Regions from separate parts of the Mus musculus genome. Here region 2 is linked to region 1. A link is a contact called in public promoter capture Hi-C data. All regions are on one chromosome and are shown on one strand. Each heading gives the region's core, a stretch centred on a gene start, on an enhancer-like site or on the middle of the called end of the contact. The rest is flanking DNA. Distances are from core to core; before and after follow the strand shown.

The links. Promoter capture Hi-C pulls out the DNA fragments that hold promoters and counts their contacts.
Region 2: a promoter capture Hi-C map of hippocampal neurons shows a contact between it and region 1, with 4 times the contacts expected there. The contact joins the promoter of Elovl6 here to the enhancer-like site in region 1. A contact is called at or near these places in 5 of 39 promoter capture datasets (the 3T3-L1 cell line, the C10 cell line, hippocampal neurons and 2 more), 1 of 484 Hi-C or Micro-C datasets (B cells), 2 of 115 datasets of contacts at active chromatin or transcription factors (acute myeloid leukemia and large pre-B cells) and 1 of 9 other capture datasets (pancreatic islet).

What each region holds. Positions count from the first base shown.
Region 1 is chr3:127,800,494-127,806,217 of GRCm38.p6, forward strand. No RefSeq gene overlaps it. Among named protein-coding and RNA genes, the nearest start is that of Tifa, 13 kb to the left of the region's middle. Within about 2 kb of position 2,483, at least 34 of the 459 cell types and tissues checked have an H3K27ac peak or open chromatin away from gene starts, as enhancers often do. A contact at or near this core is called in hippocampal neurons and liver, where this site is marked.
Region 2 is chr3:129,530,295-129,536,018 of GRCm38.p6, forward strand. Elovl6 (ELOVL family member 6, elongation of long chain fatty acids (yeast)) reads left to right here and starts at 2,092. Exons shown (of 5, transcript NM_130450.2): 1 at 2,092-2,201; 2 at 2,354-2,474. The coding sequence starts at 2,386. Gm35986 (predicted gene, 35986) reads right to left here and starts at 2,094. Exons shown (of 3, transcript NR_153368.1): 1 at 1,963-2,094; 2 at 765-870.

The DNA.
Region 1 (5,724 bases), core at 1,233-3,732:
AAAAATAGTGTTTAGTGCCACATACTATGAAGCTAAGTGAAAATCTCAACACAGGTCTTAAGGGGACTCTGCCTCTGGGAGTGGGCATATCAACTCATTACGTGTCCTAACAGTCATTGTTACATCCACTGGCATTCTTTTCTTGGATCTGTAGCTTCATGACATGGCCATACAATCCACTGTGGAAAGCACACTCATCTGGCATATATGAGTTTTACATTTTTTATTTTTAAAAATTAAGTATGTAAATATGACTGTGTGGGTGTGTGTATGCTACAGTTATAAGAAGTTGTAAGCTCCCAAGTATGAGTGCTTGGAACCAAGCTTGGGTCTTCTGCAAAAACAGTTGTCAAAGGCCTCTTAACTGGTGAGTCATCTCTCCAGGCCCTGCCATCAGGTTACAAACACTTTTTAAAATTATATTTATGTCTGTGAAAAGTTACACATGAGGGGTGCAGGTCAGAGGCCAACTCTTGAGAGCCAGTTATCTCCTTGCACATATAATGTCTATAATCACTTTCTAAAACTTCTAATTCTAAGTATGCCTTGACTGAGAGGCAGAGGCTCTAACATGAGTATTTGTTTCAGTAGGTGTAGGAGGCAGTGTGTTCCCCACAAGCTGTACTTTAAACATGTAATTTACATGTGTAGATAATATCTACCTGTTAACCATACTAGCCATAACCATACTGTGAGGAGGTGCTGTTGAGAGTTTGAGTAGCAGCTAACTCTACGTTATCTAATGGTTCCATTGTTCTCCTACTTAGTATTCGTCTACTTCTATGATTGTTACTTGGGAATGTAATAGGTGGTGGACTGTGATTGGGACCGACCATTGCAAGTGGTGACTAAGGAGACAGCTGTGGAAAGCGTGGTTGGCATTCAGCGAGCTTCGAACTGGTCTGAGTTGTTCCAGAATCCAGTTACTCATCGCTCTGCTATTCTGTCGATAGGAAACTATTTCTCTGCCTGCAACTCACCTGTCAAGTACTGGGTTTAAGATCAGGGGCTTTGAGGAAGCAAATGGCAAAACTGGGTCAGCTCTGTTGCTGGTCTCATTTTCTTCTTGATGCAAAGCCACCAAGGAACTGGAGGTGAGTATTCTGGCCTCGAGGCCAGAATCAGCAATGTCACTGCTCCAAAGACGAAGTCATAGTAACACAGAAAACCTCTGAGGTTAGATGGTTGTAAGCTTTGACAACAGAACCCATCTTTATGTCTTTTTATGATGCCTGCCTCTCAAATTCCTTCCCTGAGGAAGACATTTACCCCTCCTCCTGAAGTCCAACCATAAAGCAAGGTGTCATTCCATTGGAGTTCATTCTGGGAGGCCCTGAGTTTGTTGTGCTTCCAGATAGGACAGAGTGGGTGAGAAGTTACAGGCAGGAGCATGGGTAGCCCTGAAGGAGCCACACTAAGAGGAAGGTCTGCTCAGCCTAGCATGGATTTTATTTCCATGGACTCCTCTATAGACTCCCCTATGACCATGTAGATGGTCCCCTTGTCCCCTGTCCTTCTCCACTTATGTAGTCTAACTCTCCCTGAAGCCAAAGGCACTTAAGGGCATTGCATACAACTGGTTAGGAGGAAGGGATAGACATTTGGGTTGAGGGTCCCAAGACCCTCCTCAGCCCTTCCTCCACTGAAGGAAGTCCTCAGTCAACAAGTCTAGCTGGGATGATCTTTTGTAGGAGGGCACAGATGATCTGATGATGAGTTTGGCTCAGAAGTGTGCTCTCTCTCTCTCTCTCTCTCTCTCTCTCTCTCTCTCTCTCTCTCTCACACACACACACACACACACACACACACACACACACACACACACACACACACACACACACAGAAATCGTAATTCAAACGGGATGGAAAACAGTTTTATTCTGGAGCCAAGTATGAGTGACCATAGCCTAGAAACATGGATTTAGGTTATCCTAAATTCCATGCATCGACCTGGAAGCAGTTTCATGAAGTTTTTATAGAAACAGAACAAGAAAAGTCATAAATCAAGATGCTTTTCAAACGCACTGGTGTGGACATTAACTGGGTCACTGCAGCACTGTGGAAAACCTCGGCTGTAACCCTCTGTTGTGGTTCGATGACTTTTGGTTAGTGGGGAATTAGGGCGCTGTTAACAGACTCCAAAAGGTGTTACCTGTAGTCAGGGTGTTAGGTTCTAACATAGAGGGGAGCAAAGAATCACTATGTAATGAGCTTAAAAAAATAGCCTAAGATAAATTGCAATTAGTTTCTGGACATTGTCAATTCTAAAGGCATTGAAGTTTCTACAGGCAGTTTCTACCCAGGAATTATCCACAGAAGGTAGCCGTGTTCAAAAACATCACCGGGCTATTTTAAAACTAGTTTTAAATCCCCGCTAAGTAAATGAAACAAAACAAAGCCCAGGCTTCCTAAACCCTCACAAACAAGGCTGACCCAGTTCCTAGAGGAAACATGATGTTCAGTGTGGGCTGTGAATCATGCTGCCAGGGTTTATCTTCATTTCCCATGGATCCTGACACTTTAGTTTCATTTTTCTTTGTTTTGAAACTAAGGATTAAGGCAGTGCCTCCTACACGGGACCTCTGTAAATGAAGCTCAGCCTGAGGGGGACCTCTGTGAATGAAGCTCAGCCTGAGGTGTGGCGTGCAGCCCCTCTTCACGTGCTCCATTATGTAAGGAGTAGCACCGAGCAACTGGGCCTCCTATTTAACGCTCTCTGTGTTAAAACAGTTCTCTCTCCCATGGAACTAAAAGGGAAGAAGAGAGAAGTTTACTTCTGAGCCAAATTTGAGTAACCATATCCCAGGATTGCCCAAAAAGATGTTTCATAGATGTGGGTACATGAGTTTTTTTTTTTTTTTAATCAGTCAAAGAACAAAAAAATTGGTGGGGCTAGTAGGTAGTGGGGTTATAGTCTTATCTTCTGGATTGGTAAAACTAATCTGCTAAGGTTCTGATGGCCCTAAGAATGGTAGGTGAGGCAGAACTGTGGGTAACGGAGGTTTTCAAAGGGACTACAAAGAACACAAGAGAATTTAGCTCTGCAACATTCTAACTTCCTCCATCATTAAGTTCTAATCAGCCAGGCAGGCTGGTAGAATCCTCAGAACTGGGTGGCTTAGATGTTACTATGTCTAGGAGCCAGGGAAAGGGTCTTCAAATAAACGTATCATTTTTAACAAAGAGCTCATAACAATAATTTTCAAATTGCATCTCATTTCTCCTTTAAAGTTTTTTTTTAAGGACGTTAAGTATCATTTTGCTGAAGTTGGTTCTTTCACAGAACTCCATTTTTTTTCTCTCTGCAATCAAATTACTAATAGGAGATACTAAGTAAACAAAGATAGCAAAATATTGTATTCAATGTATCTTCTAAAAGAAAACAGGCTTCTTTTTTAAACAATTTATTTTTTTATGTGCATTGATGGGTTTTGCCTGCTTGTTTGTCTATGTGAGAGTGTGGGATTCCTTAGGACTGGGGTATCAGACAGTTGTGAGCTGCCACCTGGGTGCTGGGAATTGAATCTGGGTTCTCAGGAAAAGCAGCCAGTGTCTTAACCATTGAGCCATCATCTCTCCAGTCCTCACTAGACCAGCTTGTTAGACGTTTGTTAATAAACAATGAGTGGTGTACCTGCATCTAAAGGAAAACTCGAAGTCTGTCCTCGGCTGGAATACAAAAGTACAATTTCAATTTACGTCATTTTAGAGGTAAACAGGAGAATCTTCTGTAAGTTCCCTCACATCACCCCTCAGCCCCCTCCAGCTACCCCACTTCTCTGAGAGGAAAACTTTGTAAATAAATATCTACGCTCTTTTTTTCTTCTTCACTGCCCCCTTCATTTGCCTAACACACATCATCCATTAGTCTTGCTGTTCCCTAAGGTCTCCCATCCCCTGATGCCAGTGACCCCACTCTCAAACTCTGTATCTGCATTTCAAGGTACCCTTTAACCACCCACCCCACACAGCCCCCAAGAGAGGCTGGGCTGGCTTCTCTGCTTATATTTCCCTGGGGGAAGTCATCTACTATGACTTAAAATACGTCCCACTCACAGTTACGGTTAATGTCAATTAGACAGGATCTAGAGCCACCAAGGAGATAGACCTTGGGGCACGCCCACAAGGGATCATCTAGATAGGGGAGGGAATCCGCACCCTACCAGTGGATGGTACTGTTGGAGGGGGTGGGGTCTTGGACTACATAAACAGGAGAAAGCTAGCTAAGGATTTGCTGACAGGATTCTCTGCTTCCTGTCTGTGGGCACAATGTATCCTTCTGCCTCAAACCTCTTGTAATCAAGAGGTCCTTGCTATGGACTGCACACTTGACCATGAACCAGAATAAGCCCCTTTGCCCTCAAGGTGCTTTTGTTAGGGTCTTTAATGGCAGCAACGAGACAAGGATATATCTACCAAGAACCCTCAGACTTAAAGCCACAGCTTTTCTTTGAGTGGCAGACATAACACAAACACCTTTTGATACTCCCAATATTTAAGTTTTCCAACAAAATGTTCCCTTCACCTAATCTTTGTTCTTCCCACTGCTCTAAGTCAGTCAAGAAACAAAATGTTATCGTCGTCAGGTAGAGAGCCGCAGCTGCCAGGCTGCCTGCCAAATAACCATAGGTTTACGCACACATTTATTATTTGCACAAAGCAAAAGCAACTGGAGTCATTCTCAGGGTTGCTCGTAAGATGCCACTGAACCAAGGAGACCAAATGACGGGTGACAGAAGTGGATTGTCTCTGCATCTGAATGGGGTGCGCTCCACTGGAGTGATTTGGCTGAGGGGCAGATGACGTACGGTCTGACAGTTCCTCTGAGGGCTGACTGACCACTCTCCCACATCCCGGGAGAGATCTCAAAGCTTTCTGTCAAGATCTGCTTCAGCGCTGAGTCCTGCCTATGTGGAACTGACACACAGGGTGGATTATCTGATTCGGCCCTTGCTTTTTTAAATCCCTATATCCAAATCCAACAGGAAGCCCTTGAGATTCTCCCTCTACACTGGCTCTGACTCTCTATGGCTATTGTAAACTTAAGCCCCAGTCCACCCACCCACTGAGGGTAGTATGCATCTGTGCTTGCCTTCGCGTGAGCTGGGCCCTATTGAACAGCTAGGCCAACGTTCAGAAATGCAAATCCAATCACTATTTGGCCTAAGCTTCCGACAAAATGTCAGAAGCATCGTACTCCACATAAAACCCTTTCTCTTTTGCTCTTAACCTTGGCCTGTAAGTCGTCGATGAATCACACTTAACACTCCCCTAACATCCTAAGGCTTCCCCTCACCCATGCTGCTTCAGTGCCTCAGTTTTTTCCTTCTTGAAGCATTTTCTTTTTCCTGCCTCAAGAACTTGGGACATCTTCTCATTGCCTTCAACATGGTCTACTAGGCTCTCCCATTGAGGCCCAGAACACTGCCTCCCAAGAGAAGACGCCTCCTGACCTGTGGAAAGTTCACACAGACTTGTAACTGGGCCCTCCCTATCACTCTGTGTAACTGGCCTAACTGGCCTGTGACTGGTTTTTTTTTTTTAAGGAATAAGTTTGTGGTGGTCTGAATGAGAGTGGCCTCCATAGGCTAGAATATCTGGTTCCCAGTTGGTAGAGCTGTTTGGAAGGACTGGGATTAGCCTTGTGAGAAGAGGTGTGTCACTAGGGAGTGGCCTTGACCTTTCAAGAGCCCGTGCCCTGTCACAGTGCTCTGTCTCACGTGT
Region 2 (5,724 bases), core at 842-3,341, 1.7 Mb after region 1:
GGCTGCTTCCTTGTGCAGGTGAGCAGGTGCACGAGGAGGCCAGAGCTGTAATGGAATGTGTCATTCTCGAGATGTCTCCATCTTCATTTTAAAGACAAGGTCTCTTACTCATCTCCAAGCTCCTATTTCAGGTTTGTTATTTCAGGCTAGCCTTAGACTCATGTAGATCCGCCTGCCTCTGCCTCCCGAGTGCTGGGATTAAAGGCGCGCAGCACCACCACCTGGCTCACAGAGCCATTTCTAGCCAGCGTAAGATATAAAAGATACCTGGTCTCCAAAAATGAAAATACACAGGAGGAGTTCCCCGTCTCAGCCTCAGAGGTTCTGGGACTCTGAACTCAGGTCCTCATGCCAAGCCATTTTCACAATGTGGTGGCAATACCTCTTTCATTCCAGCACAAGGGAGGCAGGGGCAAGGAGAGCTATGAGTTGGAGGCCACACTGATTGATCTATTGCTCTACTGTGCAATTTCCAGGATGGCCAGGGATACACAGAGAATCAAAAAACAAAAACAAATAAAAAACCCAAACAAAAACAAAAACAAATGACATTAAAAACCCAGGGTGTCATTCTATCTCCTTGGCTGACCTGGATCTTGTTACTAGACCAGGCTAATCTCAAACTCACAAAAATCCACATGCTTCTGACTCCAGAGTGTATTAGGATTAAGGACATACCCACCCCCCAATTAAGGACATACCCCACCCTTTTAAGACTTGGGGGGCAGGGGAAGCAAGGATGTCACTGTGAAATTCAGACTCACCTCAAATTTCTGGCAATTTTACTAGCACCAGTCTTCCCGCCTCAGCCTCCAGTGTCTTCCTGAGATGATCTGACTGCATGAAATGCCCTCGCCTCATTTTAGTTGGCTGGTAGGTGAGGAAATGAACATCTTAGAGGGTATTTTCTCTCTGGTCCTAATGTACATCTTTAAACTAATAGGTTCTTAGCTGGGCTGTGGTGGCCCGAACCTTAGTCCCAGAACTTGTGAGTGAGGCAGAGGCAGGCAGATCTCTGAGTCTGAGACCAGCCTGGTTTACAGAGCCAGTTCCAGGGCAACAAGGGCTACACAGAAAAATCATGTCTCGAAAAGCCAAAAGCACCTAAAAAACCCAAACCAAACAAACAAAAAAACCCAATCTTGAAAATCACAAACATTTAAAAAACAAACAAACAAACTAATAAGTGTTGATCAGTATCTTTTGTTGGATCTAAATATTATATTATTAGGTACCTTATTGTCTCTTACTTCCTTCTTCCTTTTAGGACTAGAAAATACCATCCTCCAGAAAAATAAGGAGTATTTGGGAATGGTTGCTGTGAGCTGGTAGCCCAGGGGGAGGATTAGCATTACATAAATCCCTCTCCTACATTAATCTTTTCTTCCTAATTTCACAAGAATAAGGCAGAACTAAAGTAAAGCAGATAGATAAAGTTTTGGTATTTAGATCAGTAGGCCTAATTCTGTATGCCAAATTCCCTTCCTTTGTTCATTAATATCCCCTCCTGGTAGCCAAACCCTCTACCTAACTTCTGCCTCCTAGTCAACCTTGACTTCCCAGGTCCTCATCCTCAGCATCCTGTCTGCACGTGGTCTTAGTTCCGAAGGCTACCTGGCCCTAAGGTCAAGGTAAATCCGCGCCCAAGCTGCCCGGTGGAGGTGGTCTCAGAGGGTGCTGCGGGATCGAGGTAGTGAGGAGACTAGATCGCAAGACGTGATCCTCACATTTATTTGCCTGGAGTTCTCATGCCAGAGAACCTGGCAGATTTTACTATTTCCCAATTGTTTACTCGCCAAGCTTTCAGGTCCACGCGCCTCAGGGCTGCGCCTCTCACTCTGAAACTTCATTCAAAGGCCAGGCAGGGAGGCCCAAGAGGTGGCGAATGGGCTTGAGTATGACCTCAAGGCCACTTCCTCCCTCTTGGCGCCCTTCCCTCCCCTCCCCCAGTCCACCAACCACCTTCTTGTAAACAAAACTATCCCCCAGGGCGATGGGAGGTCTTGCTCTTCTGCGCCCTCTCGCGCAAAGGGTTAATTTTCCCGATCGCACGAGGGGGAGGAGATTTCCCTGTAGACGAGTAAAAAGCGTGATGGACAAACGTGCGGGCACTAAGACCGCAAGGCATTCATTTCCTCCTACGGTGGATGCGGACGCTGGGAGGAGAGCCCCTGAGCTAGGAGCTGGGAGCAGAGGCGCAGGCAATGCTCAACCCTGGATGTAGCTGAGAGGCTGGGAGAGAGATCGGCCAGGAGACTGACGGCGGGGCAATACCTAGGGGGGTGGGAGGGGGAAGCAGACAGGAGAGCACTCAAAATAAAAGGCTCTTTACAGATTTTTTTATTTTGTATAGAGAACACGTAGCGACTCCGAAGATCAGCCCCAATGAACATGTCAGTGTTGACTTTACAAGAATATGAATTCGAAAAGCAGTTCAACGAGAACGAAGCCATCCAATGGATGCAGGAAAACTGGTAGGTGATGCTTTCGCGAGATACTATTCCCGGGAGTGCATTAATGTCGGTATTCCTGGTCTGAGCGTGAGCGGAGCGACGGATGGATTGCCGGCAGTAGCCAGCAGATCGCGGAGTTCCAGGGTCTCATGTCTGCAGGAGACTCTGAAGCTGCATGGAAGCGTGCGGTTTGGGGGGTGCTCTGTGTGAGCCGCGGCCACGCGGGCATCTTTGTGTAGATTATATAACATAGAACATATAATATGTGTACCTGTAATAATATACGGGAGACAGAGGCATGTTACAATCCAGCTATCCCACCTGTGTTGTCTCCCTGCTTTCGCTTAGATTTGGGGGTTCTGCTTGGCCTCCCGCAACTGGAGCGTGCAAGGCAGTGGAGGGAGGACCCGGTCTCCGCTCCCTTTAACCCTCTTCAGCCCGCCTCTCTCTGGTCCTTTCCCTCTCCCCATCCCTCGTGTCCTTCCTTTCTCCTTGTAGTTCTTCCACTTTACTGCCCTCCCTTGACTGCCGCCTCCAGCCGTAGATGCCCAGGGTCCAGGACCCCTTCCCCACTCAGATTACTTTCCGGTTTCATAAAGACATCGGGGAGGAGGGGACAATGAAAACTGCAATAAAAATGAATGAACCCGAGCAAGTGGAGCCACGCCATTATTAAGTTTCTGTGTAAAGGAAACGCCTTTTGGACACGCTTCTCCGCGTGGAGCAGCAGTTTAAGTACTGGAAGGCTCCTGCCAGGGCAGTCTCGGAGGTCTTTCCCCAGAACTTCGAATCCGGGAAAACATCTTGTTTACTGAGTTCCTCCGGTCAGTCTTCTGAAAAATCCCCGTGTGGGAGGCGATCCGGTGTCACCTTGCAGTATTTTAAGAAGGGAGCTCCCTCCTTCCCGTAGACCGTGCTGTGGTTGGAGATGTTTCCCTCCGGTTTAGTGCGAGCCCCCTCGATCTCCCCACCCCCACCCCACCCCCTCTGCGCCGCGGCCGGCCCTCGGGGGGCTTCCGGGCTCCGGGAGGTTCCGCTGCCGCGTGCGAGGGCGCTCGCGACCTGCCTTCCCTCCCTCCATTCATCAATGGGAAACCGGAGACGCCGGCGCTCCCGGGCTGGAGCGGGTGGTGGCAGCCGCCGGGGGTTCGCCTTCTCCAGCCCGATCCCGGGCTTGCTGCTCCCGCCCCTTCTCGCCCGCGGGGAGCGCGCCCACCCTTGGCCTTCAGCTTGCGAGCTGGGCCCTTGGGCGGTTTACGGCGGCGGCCGGGCGGAGCCGAGACTCCGGGGCGCGCGAGTTCGGGCCGCGGCATGGCGGCTGCCTGGAGGCCCTGAGCCCCAGAGCCAGCCTGGTGCGGTCGCCGGCGTGCTCCTGGACACCGAGGACGCGGGCCTGGGTCCCGAGCGCGATTACACCCCCGGGGAGTCTGGATCGCCCCGTAAGGGGGAGGCCATAGGGAGGCCCGAGCGCTGCAGGAAGCCCAGCCCCCTCGGGCTGGCGTTCGGGGGGTCCTAGCGGTGCACTTCCTCCCGTTAGGGGCTTGGGGGGGAGGGGGGGCTGTGACCCGAGCTCAACCTGCCAACCTAGGGCTCCGATCTTCTCTGAGACCATTTGTCACCGTCCCTTGCAGGGCTCTAGCCTGCCTTCCTGCCTTCCTCCTCCAGTAGCCCGCAGCTCGCGTCTCTAGCTTGCTGCATCCCGGTTGGGCCTGTCATTCCGGAGCAGGCATTCCTAGCCTCTGCAGGCGCATGGCACTCAGTCTGCCCTGCTGCTGCACCACCCTAGTGCATGCTGTTTGTTGCCCACCCCACCCCACCCCCTTTTCCTAAGGTACCCCAGGACCATTTCCCGCCTCTTTCTCCAGACACTCAGTTAAGTGACTTTCACTCTGTCAGAACTAGACAGGTCCTTGGTCCTCGTGGGACTGAAAATATCCCAAATCCATGAATTTCTTTTCCCTTGTTATTCTTTGGCCACTATTAACTCCTGAACAGTACTTATGTTCTTCCTGACAATGTATTTTCATTATCTTATTTTCCTTATTTCTTATTTTAAAGGTGGCTCCTAGCACATCGTGGGCTGATGTGATGAACCTTTTCTGGTCTTTTTTTTTTTTTTTTTCTGGTCTTGATTTTGCAAAGCATTTTGCAAAATCTTACTTTGTACAAGGCAGATGCTTACAAGGTCCAGCGATTAAAACGCTCATTTGACCGCCAACACAACCTGCTCATATCCGTGTCTGGATTCAGCATGCTTGGCTTGCGTTTTGAACGCTGTTCTAGTCACACTGTAGAATGGATGTTCTTCCCGTCTTTTGATCGTTGGCTTTATAGTTTTGGATAGCTTATTACAGTGGATAAGCTTATTACATCTCGTCCGTGCTGATCTTAGCCACTGTCCCTTTTCACTTCACGATTCTAGTTCTCTTGGAGCCTGATTTCAGAACTTTCCCACCCGCTCTCCGCAACCAAAATGTCTTGGTCGTAATGAAGGTTCTCTTCTCATGTCATTAGACAGGAATCCCATCATAAAGGCTTATATATACCCTCTTGCGAGGGGAGTTGAGGGGCTCCAGAACCATCAAGTCTCACCTTCACCTGTCCTTGTCACTTAGAATGGTTTGAAATAGCTTCTGGAAGAAATCAAGTATAGAAGCCTGTGTGCCCTGTCTTTTGAGAACCTATTTGTAACTGTTCTTTAAAATCTGCTAGACCTAGTCTAAACAAAGTTGCTAATTGTAACAAATCTCTAGTAAGCTGAGTTGCCAGGGCCTCTGACCACCGCTGGGGTCGAGGTGGGGGTTGGGGGAGCCAGGCACGGGTCCTTACATTACAGTAGTCTGTATATAGGAACTAGCCTCATTTAGGAGCACTTGGAATAAGGAGTTGGTAAGACCAGCCCTATAACGCTTTACCTTAGTTACCTCAGCATCCATTCACGGAATGGGGCCCCAGGTTTCCCAGTAGCCTATGTGTAAACTCAGCTGGCTAAGCTGAGACAACAAACTCGTGACATTTATTGCTGCCTTCATTGTTTAACCTGATACTCACTGGCCTAGATAATGAAATATTGTAGACATTTATTTTTGTAGCAAATGGTTTCATAAGAGACTAGACTGCAATGACAATTTCAGTGCAAAGTAGTAAATATGTATTCCCTTAGAAAATCACCCTGTGTGATTGATTTTCTTGTAACTGCCGCCCAGTTAAAAGTCACCTGGGTAATATGATCCGGTGCAGTTTCTAACATGAGGTAGGGAAAAATGCCTGC